Regions from separate parts of the Mus musculus genome. Here region 1 is linked to region 2. The links are chromatin contacts, called in public HiChIP or PLAC-seq maps. All regions are on one chromosome and are shown on one strand. The core of a region is the stretch at or near the end of the contact, and the rest is flanking DNA. Distances in the headings are between cores, read along the strand shown.

Evidence for each region. HiChIP or PLAC-seq counts read pairs in DNA pulled down with a chosen protein or histone mark.
Region 1: a contact with region 2 is called in an H3K27ac HiChIP or PLAC-seq map of stem cell-derived epiblast-like cells, with 97 times the contacts expected there. The contact joins two enhancer-like sites. A contact is called at or near these places in 9 of 484 Hi-C or Micro-C datasets (the Ba/F3 cell line, the G1E-ER4 cell line, Sertoli cells and 5 more), 10 of 115 datasets of contacts at active chromatin or transcription factors (astrocytes, cardiomyocytes, embryonic stem cells and 2 more) and 1 of 9 other capture datasets (embryonic stem cells).

Annotation. Positions count from the first base shown.
Region 1 is chr4:33,969,649-33,972,359 of GRCm38.p6, forward strand. No RefSeq gene overlaps it. Among named protein-coding and RNA genes, the nearest start is that of Cnr1, 46 kb to the left of the region's middle. Within about 2 kb of position 1,288, at least 1 of the 459 cell types and tissues checked has an H3K27ac peak or open chromatin away from gene starts, as enhancers often do. A contact at or near this core is called in stem cell-derived epiblast-like cells, where this site is marked.
Region 2 is chr4:31,969,258-31,971,957 of GRCm38.p6, forward strand. The region is part of intron 1 of Map3k7 (mitogen-activated protein kinase kinase kinase 7); the gene reads left to right. Among named protein-coding and RNA genes, the nearest start is that of Map3k7, 6.5 kb to the left of the region's middle. Within about 2 kb of position 1,329, at least 17 of the 459 cell types and tissues checked have an H3K27ac peak or open chromatin away from gene starts, as enhancers often do. A contact at or near this core is called in stem cell-derived epiblast-like cells, where this site is marked.

The DNA.
Region 1 (2,711 bases), core at 38-2,537, 2.0 Mb after region 2:
CTGCAGGATTTCTATGGCATTGGGCTTTGCTTGAAAATGCAAAGAATTCTCCAATGGCAAGCTTAGCTGTTCTAAAAAAAATAATCAATTAAAAACTCAAGTGCTTTGGATACTATGAAAGCAACTCACAAATGTTTCTGGTTTGCATCTGAAACAAAGAAGAGAGAGTGCATGTTATTTTAGATCAAGGACAGCTGTCACCTAATGGGATTAATTCCTTCCACAAAGAAACTACAAGCAATGGAAAATGCCAAGGTCTAGCATTGTGCTAACAGACAAAACCAAACTGCAACAGATTCTAAATATTTTACACTGTGCTTAGTTTTATTTTGTGACTCTGTAGGTCTGGCAAAGGTGGAGAGAGGATTTTTGGAGTACTAGAGTCTGTAGTCCTAGAAATTATATTAGGATTTTCATTATTTGGTCCCACTGACCTCCACTTGCTACTCCATTTCTCATCCTCCAACTTTATCAACATGAGAAAATAGTGTGTGCTGAAACACAACCAATTTTCTGTAGCCAGTTCTGGATAGGAAGTCAGAATCAGTCTTCCTGACCATTCTCCTCAGGTAAGAAGCGTGAACGTGTCAGCTTTGCCGAGAGAGTGACACCGACTGGGTCCTAAGTGGAATGTTCTGCTCAAGGATTCTTCTGCCACAGTGGTAGAGAACACTCCTTCCAGCAGGAGCCACCACTAGAGCTTCAGAAATCAGTGCCTAGCCACACAGCACAAGCTTTCACGGTACTAGTATCTACTGCATGCTCTAGCTGTGCCCTATGCATTCAGACCCATTCAATCCTGTGTATGAAGTTCCCATATTTAAAAACATAACCATTAGACATTCCACAAGGCTGATAGAACGGGACTGGAGAGAGTTGGAACGTTACAGGTTGAGAGCCTCATTATCTTGGGTTACTCTTAGTCTCTTAACTATCCAATCACTGCCTACCTCAGTGTTTGACCTAACTTCCTTGTGACTACTCTTCCTTTTTAGAATACACAAATGGATCCCAGACTCCCATCACTCCAAAGGCTATGAATGACATCAGAACACATCTGAGGTCTATAGTACAGACTTCCCCATTTTGCTTTAGCTTGCCTATCTCAAGTTTCCACTGCCATGTTTTTAAGGTGATTTTGATGTGGCAGAACTCAAGTAATTAAACTGGTCATATAACGGGTTTACTAATAGATTTGCTCAGGATACATGAATTCAAAATACCCCAAAGCTAAGTAGTATGCTATCCAGACCAGTAAGTGATGAGCTAAACTACTTTGTTATCATGTAAATGTCTGCTCACCAGGATTCACTGGCCACCCCCAAAGAACTTGCCTCTAACTGGCTGCGTAAGGGGCAGCTCGAGGTCACAGCTAAAGTTAAGTCCTGGGCTGCATAAAGCCCCCTGTTCTCTTCTTGAGAAAAACATAATTCTGCCAGATGGGCAAGAAGATCCTAGATAACAACCATTTGAAAAAAAAAAAAAACCCACTAGCATACTTAAAAGAAGTCTGATTATATCTTTGCATGTAGCTCATCTGCATAAGTGGCCAGGCTTGTAGTCTTCTGAAGTGGAAGGTTAAGGGTTCTTTGAAAAGTGAGTTGGATGGTGTTTTGCTGGGGTAGACATGTGAACACAGGTGTGAAAGGCTAAGGCAGACTTGTGGAGGAAAGTTTTGCTGAAGCAGACACAGGAGAGAGGACGTTCTGCTAAAGCAAGCATGTGAAAGGACACATGATGAACGATTCTTTGCTAATGACACACATTTATTTGTCCACCTTACATTGTGTAATTGAGCTGTATTTGTTGGGACGCCATAGAGAAAAATGCTTCCCCCCCCCCCAAATACTTCTGGTGGTATGCTACAGTTTGTTGTCACTTCCAAGGACTCGGGCTGATTAGATGCACATGCTGAGGCAAGGCACGTGGAGGACACATGATGTTTGGAGGGTATAAATTGGACCCCACAGAATGATGGAGACAGAGCTTGGCTTGCTGGTACAGTGAGCTGTGTAACACTTGTGGGTCTTGCATCTTCGCTGATCTTCACTTCCCTGAGAGAGGCACAGTAGAGAGAACTTCTGGTGTACCTCCTGCTGACTCAAGCTGAGGCTGAGGCTTGGTTCTCTCTGCTAGGTCATGTCACCACTGTTGCTAAACCTGACTCTACCGAACTATACTACTGGTATATCTGTGCAGCTACCTGCTAACCTGTGAACTGAACTGCTGATTTCCAGACAACACAGACAGGAGTTGCTCCAAAGAACCTTTTTTTAAACAGGGCTACTCCCCCACCCCTGTATCCTTCTTTTCCACTACCTCTGGAGGGTGGTGGGTTACAAGGGAAGTTAAAGAAATTAAGAAACGTCATTAAAAATAGGATTTGAAAAAATTAAAATTACATTCTCCCATCTTTGGTCTGTTTATAATGTCCAAATTGCAACCTGGGGCCAGGACCTAAAAAGATTTAAGGTGACAGCATATGTAAAATGCAAAAGCCTAAAATGTATATAAGTTAGCAAACTCGTCTATCCCAAGCTGGCTCTTCCTCAGACATTAGCCACAGCTGACTGGGTGCTGTTCCAGCAGAGACTTGACTTTGCCTAAGTTCTCGAGACTTTCCTCAGTGCATGTAATGGGGAGGCATGTTATTTCTATGTCATCTTTACTTATGACTCTCTTTGTTCTGTTATACTAGAAGCCTCATGAAG
Region 2 (2,700 bases), core at 79-2,578:
TACAGTTGTGGAAATTACCTCCATCAGGAAAGTGTTGTTTTACATTCTGAGCCTGAGAGACAGAGACAAGGTGAACCTTTTGTTATTACTTTTATACCATTTTATGAGTATGAGTGTTTTGCCTGCATATATGTCTGTGCACTGTGTAGGTGTCTGTTGAGGCCATCAGTTCCTGGGACAGGAGTTATTAGATGGTTGTGAGCCTCTCTGGAGGTGCAAGGAACAAAGCCTAAGCTCTTTGAAAAAGCAGCCAGTACTGATCACTGCTGAGCCGCCTCTCTGTCCCTAGAAATAGACTTTCTTAACCAATGAGTCCTATAATGGCAATAGTCTACGTGGTTTGGTCATCTCATCGGAGTGAAATGCAGCTCATTCTGGTGTGTGTATACTGTGGGATGTGTGGCCCATTAGAGAGCATGTGAAGATATGGTATGCTATACAGCGAAAGATACAGTAACACCTGAACTTAACTTCCAGCTCTTTACTAGCATCTGAGTATGGCTCAAGTTGTAATAAATTCTCTCCAAATAAAGTTTCTCCAGAATGTGGGGGTTGGATTAGTTAGAAAAATAACACAATTTGCAAATCTTAATAAGGTCAAAGGAAATGTGATCCTCTGAAAGTAAGGGGAATGGAGTCGGTGTTTAAATATTTATCTATTTATTTATTTGCCCACAAGTGCACACATTTTCACCACAACCACCTGACAACTTTCAGGAGTCAGTTCTTGCCTTCCATTTTATTTGCAACTGTCTCTATTTCTATCTCTGTTGCTATATTGCATACTTCCAGGCAGTTATCTTCTTTCTGTTTCCCATCTCTCTGGATGGGAAGTGCTAGATAGATATGCCACTGCATGTATAGACATGCCACTGCATCTTGCTTTTTGTAGGGGTTCCGGGATTGAACTTGGGCTGGCCAGAGAGATGGCTTATTGGGTAAAGCACCAGCCATGCAAGCTTCAAATTGGTATTTAACATTTATTAGTTGGTGAAGAAGACCAAGATGGAATTATTCTTAATTTGTCTTCTAATGATTAACACTGGTTTCTAATTCGTAGTTACTATAGCCAAACACTTCTTTTCATACCTTTCTGTTCCTCTGATTTCATTCCAGAAGTCCATGTAGTGATAGGTTATTTCTCCACTGAGGAAATGAGGCAACTCAAGCCAGATTAGATTATATATAGGCGGGTTTATTGGGAAGCTGCTCTCAGACAAGTTCACTGGCCCCAAGGAACTAGGCCAGGGAAGTCACCATGGGAAGAGAGAAGGATAGAGGGAAGAGCTCAAGGAGGCGGGCAGAGTATGCCAGATAGAGACTGAGAGTTGCTGGGAGAACCTGGAGGCCAGGTCTGCTTTGATATGTAAAATAAGTACCTCAGCCCCTTGCCGCTGGGTGGAAACCAAACCAGTGCCTTGATACATATTACTGTCACATGGAACAGAGGCATCCAAGGTTGCTTCTTCATGCCTGACAGAGTAGTGTCTCTGTCTGCTTGGTCATCAGTTATACCCAGCAAATGCCCAATCATCCTGCATGAGGCCTTTCTGTATCAAGTGGGCCTTTATCTCATGATGTTGGGCTCTAAGAGGAAGAAAATAGAAACTGCTAAAGCTTCTTGAGCCCTGATTTTGAGGTTCCTGGAAGTTCACTATACTACTGATAAAAGCAATTCTTGACCAACTTGACCCAAGGGGGAAAGCCATGAACTCCTCAGTAGAGTAAGCAGACAAGGATGGAAAAGATTGAGGGTAGCTGCCTTTGGAGACTCCCCTCACCCCTCCATGTGCAAGCCTCTATCATCCCAGTCACTCCTGTTTCTGAAAGGGTGAAAACCTTTTATAAATCCCTTCTCCAACAGTTAACCTGTTGAATATGATGCTTTGAAAATTAGATGGTTGTGAGCCATAGCTTATTTTCTATTTCTAAGGCTCCTCCGCTTTGGTACTGTCCGTTTAGATAAAGAACATTCAGTCCCTCAGAAACAGCAGCTGGATGTACTAGGTACTCAGATATTTCAGGGTTAAAGAAATGCAGTTGGCAATTCAGTTGTATCACTGAAGAAAGACCTTTCTCCATGCTTCCTGACTTGGCTTTCCCTTTGGCTGTCATCGATCGTCAGAAAGTCACTCAAGCACTTTGCGTTAAGGTCTGTGTTTGAACAGCTATGAATCCATTTCAGGTCTCAACCCTCCCCACAGTAGCCGCCTCCTACCTGTGGTCAGACTTTAATTTCACTTATCTTACTCCTTTTGCAAGATTTTTTCTGAATCATTGTCATGTTCAACTGGGTCCAAGGTAGCCTGGGGTAAAGCCTGGTGTGGATATTCTTTATCAGTGTTCTTATGCCTCTGTAGCTGCCCATGTTTATAGAGCACAGTCTGCCAGGCTGTCTGCCTCTGCTAATCAAAGGAAAGAGTGTGGGTGGGAGAAAGTTTGAACTGCTTTCTGCCATTGAATCTCCAAGCCTGTGGGGAAAGAGAGGCTGCTGAGGTCTTTAGTGTATTGTGAGTGCTTGCCTTTGGCATTCTAAGTGTTTTTAAAAAAAAGTGTTAAAAAAAAAAGAAATCTAAGTAGTCTTGTTGTATAGCCTTGGATTTCTTCCCTGTCTCATTTTCATCTCACAAAAAGTCAGTTCTTAATATATATTTTTTTTTGCTTTTTACTTCTAACAGCTAATATTTTACTCCTAATAAT